Linked DNA regions of Mus musculus: region 1 is linked to region 2. A link is a contact called in public Hi-C data. All regions are on one chromosome and are shown on one strand. Each heading gives the region's core, a stretch centred on a gene start, on an enhancer-like site or on the middle of the called end of the contact. The rest is flanking DNA. Distances are from core to core; before and after follow the strand shown. Region 1 overlaps Gm36373 (a long non-coding RNA gene). Region 2 overlaps Col25a1 (collagen, type XXV, alpha 1).

Evidence for each region. A called contact is a pair of places that touch in the nucleus more often than the background predicts.
Region 1: a contact with region 2 is called in a Hi-C map of muscle stem cells, with 3 times the contacts expected there. The contact joins two enhancer-like sites. A contact is called at or near these places in 8 of 484 Hi-C or Micro-C datasets (cerebellum, forebrain, liver and 3 more) and 1 of 115 datasets of contacts at active chromatin or transcription factors (intestinal villus epithelium).

What each region holds. Positions count from the first base shown.
Region 1 is chr3:130,678,833-130,686,120 of GRCm38.p6, reverse strand. The region is part of intron 1 of Gm36373 (a long non-coding RNA gene); the gene reads left to right. Among named protein-coding and RNA genes, the nearest start is that of Gm36373, 10 kb to the left of the region's middle. Within about 2 kb of position 3,725, at least 20 of the 459 cell types and tissues checked have an H3K27ac peak or open chromatin away from gene starts, as enhancers often do. A contact at or near this core is called in muscle stem cells, where this site is marked.
Region 2 is chr3:130,489,738-130,496,572 of GRCm38.p6, reverse strand. Col25a1 (collagen, type XXV, alpha 1) reads right to left here. Exons shown (of 38, transcript NM_029838.4): 11 at 2,221-2,247; 12 at 131-175. Among named protein-coding and RNA genes, the nearest start is that of Etnppl, 120 kb to the left of the region's middle. Within about 2 kb of position 1,857, at least 4 of the 459 cell types and tissues checked have an H3K27ac peak or open chromatin away from gene starts, as enhancers often do. A contact at or near this core is called in muscle stem cells, where this site is marked.

The sequences.
Region 1 (7,288 bases), core at 2,476-4,975, 190 kb before region 2:
CAGGTAACCGGAAGACCTATTAGGCAAGATGATTTCAGGACAGGAGAAATGTAACCCCAACTCTTAGATACTGAACAGGATCACTTAATTCCCAGCCTTTGAGCCCCACTTGCCAATGGTATTTCATTTGACTGGTTATGACTGTGTACTTTTGGTTAAAATCGTTCAGATAAAATTCACAGGACACAAGCCCAAGTCCTTGCCATGGTCCCACAGGGAGCCTATATGTCCCTTCTTAAGAGTCCCTCTGCCCCCGTAACTACTGACCTCACCTCCTAGTCTGCTGGTTGGCTTCATTCGACTGCTCACCTCTGGTCGTGACATTCATAGCCAGGCTAGGGGCCTCACTCTCACGCTACCTGAGTGGCTCACGCCCTTTCCTCTTCCAAATACACGTTTTACAATGAGGTCTTCCTTTATCTCCCATTGAAAAATCAAGTCTCCCCTGTTTCTATAGCACTTGCCTCTCTTTAATGTGCTTCATAACCGACTTGTTTGTTTATCTAGACATGAACTACCTGAAATCAGAGGTGCAGCTTAGTGTGTGGGACACAATACACGCTCAATAGCTCTTCAGTACCTGGCTGCATTAAACTCGTCAGGAAAATACACTCAAGAACGGGTTAATTGACTGAGTAGCCCAGGTTAGTTGGCGTCATTTCTACTTTTCCTCTTTGGTGGATTTCTTATTTCTTAGCCCCACCCCGTTTAAGGCTGGCAGTTGAATCTGGGACCCCACAAGCCAGGGAGGTACTCTGCCAGCTTCCTCCATCGTTCTTGAACTGACTCTGAGTACTGGCATCCTTGGTTTGATCCGCACATGCCATTCCTCTGACTTCCTGTAGTTAATCTCAAGGGTTTTCACTGTTTGCTTTATTTCAGTGAGCGCCATTGGTAGAGGGACCAAGGCTATGCAAGCCTCATGGTAAATCAAGCGCATAGTACACACATCACCAGGATAGGGCTTCTTTCTTCATCCAAAATGCTGAGTCACGTAAAGTTTTATTTGACAGTAAACAGGCTTCCAACTAATTGATCGTCATCTGTGTCACTTGCGTTCCATGAACACTTAGTGAATTGACAGTCACCGTGATTTTTGACAGCATTTGTGTTTTGTTCTATTTTGTAACCTGGGTCACTTCTTCTAAAACAAACAGTGCCAGGCTCTGTTTGTCAGTTAATAATCTGGGTCTGTTACTGTTTCATGGATATTGGCAGAAAACTTGAGACTTCTGGGTCAAAGACAAAGGACTTTGTTACAGCGGAGCAAGCAGCGTGGGGACAACACTCGCCAAGCCCCACAGGGTAGTGATAGATGCTGCGCACATGGGTAGCTGGCTCCTAGCTGCAGAACACTGAGTTTAGTGATGTGCTGTTTTATAGTGTGTGGAAGGGAAGGGAGGCAAACCCATACTTTGTCCAAGAGGGACAGTTATCCATCAATGTGGTGGGCTGCAAAGACAGCCCTAAGAAGTGGCCTGGGGAAAGAGCAGCCACGGTGTCACATGCCTGGCAAGAAAGTGCAGGGCTCCTCAGACCCCATAGCTCTGGCCTTTCCCTATTATAGTCAGATAATTGGCTTTGACACTAGTTCACTCTTAGAAGCCAGCCCAGACAGGCTCAAGGCCCTGCTGTGTCCCTTTCTATGTGGGAATTTAAACAAATACTTTCCATTCCCTTCTGTCTTCTCTTCTTTACAGTGGTGCCACCCATCCCATTGATTGGCATAGTGTTGTATGCTGTCCCTCGGCCTACATGAACCGGGTACACCCGGGAGGCAGGCTGGGCTGAAAGACACTTAGACTTCGAGAAAAGATAATGAAGCCAAGACAAAGGTTCTGATCAAGGCCCGAGAGTTTACTAAGAGACCTTGCTTATAAGGGGGAAGCCCCCCTAACCCCCGCCAGTCCATTCTTGGTGCCTGGAGCCATTCTGCCAGCACTTGGTCGCCAGGCTGGTTGCTTATTCAGGAATGCCTCAGGAAGACAGGTTCAACCTCTGTTCCTTCTGCAGGTAGCAGAAGAGCAGGGCAGTTGTCACTTCAAAAGGAGCCAGCCAAGTTGGAAAGCTGCACCGCAGGTGGCTCCACCTCATTGGCGACAAGGTCTGTGCCAGCCCGCTTCAGGCTGGGGGAGGCTACAGCCTAGGATAAAGGAGAAACTGCAATAGGTATAGAGGGCTGACGTTGTCCAGAGTCTTCGTGCACCTATCACCACTGACTTGCTCTGCTTACTGGGCAGTTTACTTGAGTGCCTGTGTTGCTTCTGTCCACGGAAATGAGGGATACTTTGTAACGCACGTTGTCATAGATGCTCAGGGGACTAAGTTTATCTCTTCTAAAGGATTCTGACAGTTGTGAAGTATTCTTTCAAGTGCACGTGATAGGACAGTGAAGATATAAATCCTTGCTTTCATGGAGACTACATTTGAGAAGGGGAGATATACCCCATAGTGTGATGTGGACAAACATGAAGAGAACTGAATCCGGGTGAGGATATGGTGATCAAAAGCTTATACAGGCAAAGTTTTTGTCAAACGCGGTGTGCTCCTGTGGTTTGTCTGAGTCCTAGGAGTGGCCATCGGTGGCTTGAATTAGGAGGAGCTTTACCCCTGGGAAGCTAGGCATGGACAGTTAGGTATGTCATAGGAAATGGAGACACATTCATGCCAAGTTGTGATTTGATGTCACACTTAATGTGGAGCACTTTTAGATCCTTCAAAGGACTCTTCAAGTTGATTGTTTTAAATCCAGGATGTAAGAAGAGATACTGAGAAGGGGGGAAGCTTTGAGTACCTGGCCACAATACTGTTCTCTATGTGACATTTCTCAGGGACGCTGTTCTTCACGGAAAGATGCAAAGAGGCCAAAGAGTTCAGAGCCGTGTAATAGATGAACCATTTGGGCTTCTACTGACATGCTTCCTGTCTGAGAGAAGTGATTACAGTCAAGTGTTAGCATCCAGGGCTCCATACTCTGAATTCTGTAGCTCAGCTGCTCTGCTCTGAATCCATCCACAGAGGTTGAGTAAGCCTAGGGCAGCTCTACAGGGGCTGGCCGGCAGCTTTTATCAAGACTATCAGAGATAGAACACAATAAGCTATGAAAATGACACACACACATACACACACACACACACACACACACACACACACACACACACCAGCAGGACTGGCAGAGATAGTGTTCACAAAAGCTACAAATGCAGAGGGACAGACAGTGGAGGTGACAGCAGAGATGACTAGATAGCCAGTCTACCATGACTACCCTGAGCAACGGCACAGGGCTGACAAGTTGGTTGCTAAGAACACTTCCTCTTCTGTCCTTGGTAGAGTAATCAAGGCAACTTGACCATGCAGGCTGAAAGAGCCCTGTCATCTGGTCTGGATGATGCTGGTCTACACCTGACTGAATTTGTCCTCTACAGTTAGGTCAAGAACAGAAGGGACAACAGTCAGTCTTTCCATGTTCTTTGTTGTAGGTCAGGACAGACACATGAGCCTGGTTCAGAGAGGACTACCCTGGAGGAAGACTGTAGAACCCCCCAGTGACGAGCGGTTACCACGATTGAGCATGCCGGCAGACTTAGGCTTGGGATTTGATTCACAGCCCTGGAAGCTGCTCTGGAGCCCCTTTAAAGGAAAAGGCTGCCTCCAAGACCGCTTTAGACAAGAGAGAGTGTCCAGCTCAGGCTCCTGGCACCGGTTTCTCCTGGCTGCAGAGACCCTTTGTAATTGAACTCACAAGGGAGGAGGAGGGAGCAGGATTGAGCTGTGTTGGCCAGTTCTAGTCTGGAGGAAAAGTGAGGCTGCTTTGTGTTAAGTAGGGAATAAACAGTAGAAACTGATGTATTCGCTTGATATGTCTTCAAATTAGGTACTGCTGAAAGCCGGGGTGACCTAAGTCAGCAGGCACGCTGGGGAAGGGCAGCTGCTTTTCCAGGCCTTTGGCTTCTTCAGCAGTTAGAGGGTCAAGTGTGGCCTCTGAAGTCCCAGTGACAGCAGTCTTGGAGTCAAACGGGAAAGCTTAACAAGAAGGTACCCTGATCACTTTATCCCAACCAGGGACTACCACAGGGAAGAGTTCCTCAGGACAGATCAAATGCCACGAGTATAGAACATTATATAAAGTTGATATATATATAACAAAAATCAAGTTTTCACCAGAGCTTTGAAACAGTGTTCAGGTTCAAGGCCGTCCATGAACAGCTCTCATTTTGAGTTCTGTTGGTGACTAAGGGTCCCAGAAGCAGGAGCAGCAATGCAGAAGTTTTTGGGATTCTGGACCCTGATTTCAGAAAGCAGTTTGTCACTCTTAAAAACACGTTTCTTCCTGTCTGTCTCCTCACTCTCTGCTCAGTGTTCTCACTACTGCTTGTCCACCATTGGGCTTGCTGTATTGTGCTGAGTCAACCTGCAAGTCTGTCTATACTTCTAGACTTGTCTTCAGATTCCAAGCAAGGGCCATGTACTGCGTGTGCCTCCATCACACTGTGCATGGGGGCAAGGAGTTCTCTAAATGTTCACTGAGTGTTGAATGATATATAGCTTAAATGTTTATGCTCACACTGATTGAGAGAGAACTACGAGAACAGAGAGTCACAGTCACAGAACAGCCGGTTTCTTAAGAATTTGCTGAACTCTAAATAGAAATGACCAGTTGTTGATCAACTGGATTTGGGTACCAAACAGAGGCAAAGTCCAATCAAACTGGCATCTGGTAATGTTGTTGACTATCAGAGAAGGAACAGAATCCCATTTGGGTCTCTCAGGTAGTTTAACAGTGAGATTGGCACACAACTGCTGGAGAGCCAGGCTTTCTTGAGTACATCCCTGTGTTCTGCAGGAAAAGAAATTGACAGCACATGATGCTGAGAAGCTGAACAGAGGGGCCATCTCCAGGGGTGATTCAGCAACACTGGAACCCTGTGGGCTGTGGAGGTGCCCTAACCCACAGCAAAGACAGACTTCAAAACCAATATGTAGATTTCTACAGTTTTAGTAACACAACAATTTTGATACACTCGTCTATTCATTTCCGTATTCACTGACATATTCAGCATACACACACACACACACACACACACATATATGGCACTTCTTGCCATAGGGCTGGAGAGATAGTTCAGCTGATAATGTGCTTATGCTGTAAGAACAAGAACATGGAGTTCACCTTCAGAAACCAGGTATAAATGCCATGTGTGGTGCATACTTGTCCCAGTGCTGGGGACATAGAGAGAAGGTCCCGTGGCTCCCTGGCCAGCCAGACTAGCCTAACTGCTGATGTCAGGCCAATGGGAGCTTCTGTCTCAAAGGAAGCAGATGACATTCTTGAGGATGATGCCTGGGTTTCCTTTGGGTCCTCCACACACTTGTGCACAGATATATATGCACACTTGTACACAGATATATCTGCACACACATGGACACACAGAAAAATTTGGTATTTTCATGAAACATACATTCTAGTGTCAAGACAAACAACGAAAGAATTAAACTTGAGCAGAAATGATAAGTGCTATGGAGTAAAGAAGAAAAGCCAGACCTGACTTGAGGAAGGTGGTGACATGTGATGATGTCCCCAACAGCTTTAGGACCTCCTGTGATAGGGAGCGAATAAGAAAGGGAGTTTGTCTTGGCAGTATTTGAGAGGAAAGTCTGAGGAGGAACAAAGATGAAGTTCCTGGAATCAGTGTGGCCTGGTGGGTACGAGCCAAGGCGCAGGGGGGAGGCCAGCATGGCTGGGGTTGGTGGGAAAGGTGGTAAGTAACAGGAGAGCGAACCCAGGATCTGTCACAGCGGTCTGGCAGGGTATAGCAATGACTGGTTTTTGCTTCAGTTGCGAGGGGAGGCCTTGGAGTTTTTTGAACAGACATCTTGGCTTGAGCTCCAACAGTACGGATTTGACTGTTGGGGTGAGAATGCCCTGTAAGGACAGTGGTGGGGACTAGCTGCAATAACAGAGATGAACGCTGACCAGAGCTGAGACAAGGCTGGGCGTTAGGGAGGCGAAACAGTGATCTGTACCAGAGACGGGTCAAGAAAGAGGCTGAGATTAAACAGCTAGAACCTCCGGGGGGAAACCTAGGCAGTTGGGTTGTTCTGGGAGCCAAGTGAAGAAAGTATTTAGGGAGGAACGAACTAGCCAGGTGTCACCTCTCTGCCAGGTGGCATAGCGTAAGGACTGAGAAATCATGAGAGCTGCAGTCAAGGCTGGCCTTAAGAAGGGCAGTTCCAGAGAACAAGGGAGGCTTGGGTGTGAATGCAGGAGTGATGGAGCGGAGGAGAGACTGGATCAGGGCTTACACAATGCTGTCAAGGACTTCTGCAAAAAGATGCAGAGCAAGGAGTGCCAGTCTGAGGGACAAGTGAGGTCTGAAGGATTATTTCCAGGTGGAACAAACAAGCAACAGGCATGTGCCAGGAGATGATTGGATGATACAGGTGACAAGAAAAAGGCTGGCCCAGTGTCTTAAGGCGGGTGACAGACAGCACATGTGGCTCACAGAGGGAGGAATAGGGACAGAGTTCACAGTGGTGAGTGGTCATGGAAGTCCCCTTGACTGCTTGCATTTCTTCAGGAGAGCAGGAAGCAATCATGTCTGATCAGAAGGAGGGAGCGAGAGATGCGGTTACAGATGGAAGGAGACAGCACCATGGAGCCATTTCCCACCAATAGCAAGACTCTTCCACTGGTTACAGAGTTTAGGGATGGAACAAGAGCAAACGTAGGTAGAGATGGTAGAGTAACTGTCGTTGAGGATATTTTAGTTGGCATCAAATGACCAGAATGAGGGTAGGAGTCTCAGGTCTCTCTGAAAATTTATGGAAACTTTTGTTTAGAAGGCATCTTTAGAAATAAATGTAGAATCCTTGTTGTGGTAAAGAAAATAACTCTTTACATGTAAATAAATAGAATTAGTTACATTAACCTACCCTAATTTATGTGATTCTTTCAGAACTCTATTCATCAGAGAGAGAGAGAGAGAGAGAGAGAGAGAGAGATCACAAAAAAGGTGAAGGCAAAAGAAACTACATTCAAAAAATTTGATCTAAAAAAAATTCAAAATTAAGAATTCTTATCTAATGGACTGGGGGAAACGTCTGTCTTTTATAAGCACTGAAAGTCCTCAGCAATCCCAGTATTCATCCACTCTCAGCACTCCAGGAACTGCTGGGAAATTGCCTCATTAACCTTTATATTACCCTTGTGGGGTCGGCAAGAATTTGATGAGATTTCCATTCTCTACAGTAGGCAAATGGAGACAGGGAGATTTGAGGAAAATTGTAG
Region 2 (6,835 bases), core at 608-3,107:
TTTGCTCCTCGGCTTTCCTGTATTTACATATAAGAATATTAATAACATATCTGCCTATGACTCTAGTAGTGTTCTGTGGCTCTAGTAGTCTTCAAATTATGTGATAAATGCTACAGTAAGCAGAACTTACCTTTTGCCCATCCATGCCTGGGGTCCCAGGTGCTCCAATGGAACCCTAAAAATGCACATGATTAAGTTACTATCATGATCGTGTAATATTTCAGCTCCAAATCTGTGTGACATTTATTAGTCAGACACAGTTTTGCATGGCTAAGACATACTATAGCTTCCATGCAAAGGTTTTTAAGGCTGTGTTCCCTAGACGTTATCCACTGTGTTCTGGTATTTAGTAACCTAGGCAGATCCTCATACTTTCCTAGAAAGTAGAGACAAACTTTAATATTCTTTCCAAATATTCACTTAACTCTAACACAATTTATAGAATCTCATATAAATTGAAAGCCATAACTTTCAGGGGGCCACATGGCTCCAAATTTTGTTTTAAAGACATAGATAATTTAGTTCCACCTGGAAAAAGCTGAGGAGTCGCAGCAACTCTTGAACTTGCCAAGTTTATAGAACACAAACAGAAGGTAATTTAAAAAGCAACTGCTTATACTACTACAGGAGGCCCTTATGCTAGAGACTCAAACTGATTATATTTGGATCATGTCCCCTCTTGACTTTCAGGAAGTATTTTTGTCACTTAAGTATTGACATGGCTTCTAACGGAGACTCACGAAAGCATCACGAATGTGTAGTGACCCAGAACAATGCGACTCTTATATGTTGAATATGAAGGTCCCTGAATACGTAAACATGAGCACATATACCCATTGCCTGGGGATGAATGGCTCCATACAGAGGGCTCAACTTACAGTAGGAAAGCCAGTGACTACCTGGTACAATCCATGACACTTAAATAAACACAGGGAACATTAATAAATATGTCATTTACTCCTTGCCACTTCTCTTTTTAGGCTCTAGACAAGGTGTGTGTGTGTGTGTATACACATATACATATATACATATACATACATATACATATGTTTTATTTTTTTGCTTATTCTTAACATAGAATAAGAAAACAGATTTTTCTTAGTTCTATATTAAATTTCTATTATAATAACGGGACAACGATCTTATTAAATAGCAATGATCATCATGAAACTGCTCTAAAAATAGCTCACTGGAAAAAAAGTATACGCCAAACAAATTGAGCTGGCAAGTTCCTTAATTCATCCCGTGATCCTGCGGTGTGGGAACTAAGGGAGGCCTTCAAGTCTGGAGCCGGCATTTTATCCTGGTTGTACGTGGATCAGGCTAGCTTTACAATTTCACACTGAGCTTAATAGAGACATTATTGCAAGGGACAAACTGTTCCGGTATGCAAGACGCCTCACAGTGCAGGGGCTCCGCCTTGGTTCGAAGGATTGTGTTTCACCAGATGCCACATGCCTGGCACTTGGGGATCAAAGTCTCTATCTTTGATGGAGTCCAAAGACAAAGCGCAATCCCCTTCCCGCATGTTACCGCACAATGGTTTTCTAGAACTTTCTGCAAGTTGAACATCCTCTCCCTCCCCGTTCAGGGTGGGAGGTTATTATATTAGTGCATGGGGCTTCCTGGTGTTCAATGGCAAAGCGCCACCTATCGGCTATTGCCGTATTTACTGCAGTACCATTGGTCGGGTCTCAGAACCCTAGATCCTCCCCTTTAGAATGCCATTTGTTGACTGTGGCTAAGGCTGAAATTATAATCAGGAAGTCACTTTTCAGTTTGCCTCAGCCAAGGGGACACTGAGTGAGCCAAGCAGCGCAGCGAAGCAAGCAAGGAGCATATCCTCTCTTCGGGTCAGCTCTGTGGCCACTTGGCAGTTACATATTTGACCAAGGCCAGCAATCAATTTGCAGTGTCACATGATCCTCTATGTTGTAAATGCTGTCAGAATGTGTTACCAATATTTGCATTAAATATTCCATAACCTACAAGTTCAGCTCAAGAAGCCTTTCTGGGCTTACCAAATAGTCTCCAATAAAGAGAGTGGAAATTGAAGGCATATTCTAATGTATAATAGCAGGACATTTTTTAGAAAGCAGAATGTACAAAGGAGACCGACTCTCTCAGCATGGCTTATGGTTGCTAATTCCACACAGTTCTCTTGCTTTCCTTAGACAAAGGAGTTTAAGTACTTTCTCAGCACTGATAAGCACAGCCTACCTTTTGTCCTGGAGGCCCCAGAGGTCCCTAAAGAGGAAAGAACAATTCAATTAACATAATAATACTTCCATTTAGGCTTAGATAACCAACTAACCAGCAATTCTATTCATCAACTAACAAGCTGTCCTATGCTGTAAGGTCCCCTAAAATATGCTGAGAAGAAAATTTCTCCGTTGGAAATACAAAATGTTTTTTTATAAAAATACATTAATTTTAGAAAACCATTAGTTACATACAAGAGGGATCTGATTTCTTCTTTTGGGAAGAAAATTCTTGGGGTCCCAGTGCGTTTCCTTCATGATATACCTACCAGTCTATTAAATCGGCCACATTTGGAGGGCTGAGGATGTTGTTGCTAGAAGCAGTTAGAATGCAATACAGTTCCCAAGAAAACAGACACATTCCAGGGCGCCTCCATCTGTAAACCCCTGAGAAGCAGTTTTGCAAGGAAGGCGCTGCAGAGAAGCGTGCTATATTTTGCTCTTAGGAAACGTGGTCAACTGACCCGCACAAAATCTGGTTTACAAACTCGGGGAGGCCAAGGCTAATGGCAAGCACCTGGTGCGCACCTGAAGAGGGAACAGGGAGGTCACCAGCAGTTGTCAGGGTGCAATCTGAGAGGCGGGCAGAATACAGTATTTAGTGAGATGAAGGGGGATATTTACTTAGAAAATGTAAATGTGACAGTTACGAAATTAAGCAGTCCTTCAACCACAAAGTCAGTGCTAGGATCTGTTGGCTTAATTTAGATGAAGGCATGGCTTTCCGACAGTGGGGGGGAAAAAACACCACAGAGCTACAACCTTATTTCTGACTCCTTATGCTATTTTTAAATAAAGATATGGGGCATTCATTTTAGTATACATTTAGAAATGTACTTGATTTGGGTGTCTTTAGTGAATTTATAGATGCTACAACTTCACACAAGAGCTCTTTGGTCCACCACATGACCCTAAAGGCTTATTTTCATTGTGGGACATTTCCGTTAGTCAGCATCTGACATTCATACCCTGTAACATGACATAAAACATGAGCATGACTATTGGGGGAGAAGGGTCGTGAATTTTAAAAGAATTAAATAGACACAGTGTTTAGAAACACCCAGAGAACCTGCTCCCCACCTCTGTTCTGATCAGCCCGCACAGGAAGCCTCATTTCCTCTCTAATCAGCCTCGGGTTATTGGATGTGGGTTGTGTCATACCAACTTTTATTCCTGGATGACGTACAGCCAGAACCACCGACTGGGTTTTTAATAGGCTTGCTATCTGCAGTGGTGGACATTCTCTCTACCCATCTTTCCCCCTCCGTTTGAAATTTCTCCAGTTTAGATTTTGCAAAGAACAGTAGACCATCAGGTATAAAACCCCTCCAGATTAGATCTCTCATCAACCCAAGGCCACACGGACCTCAGAGGAAGAGGAGCCCCTCCTCCGTGCAAGGCCAATTCATCAGGTAGACTCTGGAATCCATCCTTGCCTCTGTCCCAGGGGATGGCTCCCAATCAATTACCCCTGCATCTATATCAGCTTGCCCTTCTCCACCAGGTCTTTCCGGCTAACACATAAACATGCTTAATCATTTCCTCACGTATGTAAATTGTTTGGGAAATGGATGTCAATGCTAACCAAGGACAGAAGTTACAAGCTGTGATAGGGGATCCGAGAATGAAGACAAGCCTTGGGTTTATCATCGTCCAGGATCCCAGGCTCTCAAGTGTCTCCTGAGTGTTTCCCTTCCAGACAAGTGGGGCTGGAAAGGAAATTCTATGCTGAGGAGTGCATTCAGTCAGTGTTTAGACAGAGGATGTATATGTTCAATTCACAAAGGCTGCATTCTCATTGTAAATGTAACTCTGCTAAACATCGTTCACTAAAATTGGGTATTTCATTTCAGGGAGGTATTTAAAAAGAAAATAAGAGAATTTTCCATCATGTTTAAGTGGAGACTAACATCCATGGCATTTCTAATTTGGTCTTTGTTGCATGGCCATATTAGATCAGACTTAGAACAACTAATCACATAAAATTAGACTAACATATTTTAATGCAAAACCAAATAATCAAAGAAATTGAATATTTTTCCTCTCAGTTTAGGAAACTAGTATTATTTTTTGTAAACTCATAAAAGCAGTTTTTTATGAAAAAGATTTACCATTAATTTTGAATTATGACTACACATCTTATAGATTATTTGCAATTCCACTGCCAAGATATATGCTCAGTTACCAAAAATGTACATATAATTCTTAAATCTGACTGCAGGAAAAATGGTAGGGGGCCAACTGTCATCCTTACCAGAAGGCAATCAGGAGGAAAGCTGAATACAAGGTGCAGACATACTTTTCAGTAAATATATAAACATTTGTGCATAAATACATATACATGCACACACATACACACACATACATACTCTCAGTTTAACTGCACTAAACAAATTTTTTCTTACATATGTCTTAAATATATTTAAACTGATGATACTGTTATATATCTGTAACAATGCAGTAATTAAATATAAACTTATAACTTAAAGTTTCCTGTTCAAAATCAATTTGGAAATTAAGGCATGTTGTTACCAGCTAGTTAAGACATGTGCATCTGATTAGCCCTTGTTTCTGGACAAATGTAAATTTATAAAATAATAGGCAATACTATAGAATCATTCATTAGCTTAGCTAATCTTTTTTAAAAAAAAACTGTTGTTTGTAGTATGTGTGTGTGCATATGTATATGTGTGTGTATGAATGTGGATGCATGTATTCTATGATAAATGTGTGGAAATGAGAGGAAAACTTTCAGGATTCATGTATCTCCCACTACATGGCTTCTGGGAGTTGAACTAAAGCTGTTAGGCTTGTGTACAAAATGCCTTTATCTGCTGAGCCAGCTTGCTGACTCAGCCTGTCTAATCTTAAACTTATACTTTTAGCCTGAATAATGGCTTGGATGAAGGATGTCATAAATGCATTATTCTCTAGTGAACACAATGTTTCTTTGCACTACTAAATACAGGGTTCCAGTAGTTCAAGACTTCTAAAGTAGTTCTATTTAGTGTTATTTTAATAAAACAGTTTTCAGAATAGAGTTATAATCCATTTGGTCCATTTTTCTTTGTATAGTGTTTCTTAGACACTTTTCATGGCAGGTTCACTTATACTCTGAATATTTTTTTATACACAACCAAAATGGAAAGTTGATTTTTCAAAATAATGTTTTAAAATTATAAGCTATGCTATGTGTAGATTACCAACACATTAAGGCATATTTCTTTAAGTTCAATTTGAGATATCAAGTGTAATTTGAACCTTGAGACATCTTCATGTCCATATACATATAGCATATACATATACATATAGCATTCTGAGTGCTATAGAGTATGTGTTTTTTGTTGGAAAATTCTTTGCAGTAGAAATAGCTTCATTTAAAGATTTAAAAGTCATAGAAAAAAGTGTGGAACACCACTATTATTATTAATATACACCAAACATCATTTTCATGATCTGCCAGAAAATACAGAGAATTAGGCAAAACAAAATTTAGAGAGATGCTTATAAGTAAGAATTGTATAATATACTTGATTGTCCTTGTTTACCCCAACTCTACTAAATTCCACTGTAGTGATTATACTCAATCTTCAGTACAGAATGAGCAAATAAAGTAAACAAATGTGATAGTTCCCAAGGGAATGGTTGTCTTTAGCCAGCAGCATGTCAGGCCAGTGAACCCCTCGACTCCTCCTACCTGGTCCATCTGGCTTCTCAGGTGTCTCTCTGGTCTCTCCCCTTGTGCTGCACAGCTATGCCCATTTCAAAGTCCTTTGCTCCCTCCCTCGCTCATGTGACATCTTTCCAAGGGCTGCTCTGCCTTGTCTCCCATCTTTCTGCACGCTGCTGCCTGAGAACCCTTCCTAAAAGTGCTGTTTGAACATCTGTTGACAACTTTATAGCTACTGAGAGGACAGACTTGGATAAGGGTTGGAGTTCACCACATAAGTATCTCTGGACGGTTTGTACCACTGGGGATTTTATCAGATGCTCCCTCCTGCGCTAACTCTGTAAATCCCAGTTCAGTGTCCCTGCCTTGGGGGTAGGATGCTTCATTGTTCTCCAAAGCACTACCATGGTAGGACTTTTTCATAGAATTTATGAACATTATTATCATGCTATGTGTTATTGTAAAAGTTATGCCCTTTTTCACTCTGACTTTTTTTTTTTTTTTGTCATTCAGAACAACTGGCCCATAGAAAATCATTCAGTGAATCATGTTTTCATTCATTCATTTGTCCACTTAATAATTAACTGCACACTGAGTGTCAGGCAATAGAATAGGTGCTGGGGAGACAACAGCTAACAAAATAGAGCATGACTACATATCCTCCTGCATTTCACATTGAGTGAATGTAGCGAGACTGTCAACAAAACTATGTCAGGGAATGAGTGCTAATGCAAAGAAAGGGCCAGGAAAAGAAGAGGGAGTGGATGGTTTAAACTAGGGCTTTGTGAAGACTCTGTGACAAACTGACTCTTAAGTAGAGCTTCACCAGGCAGACGGTACACCTGCTGAGCGAGAAGGGTGATAAGTGAGAAGGGCATAGGTGCAAAGGCCAAAAGTAAGGACC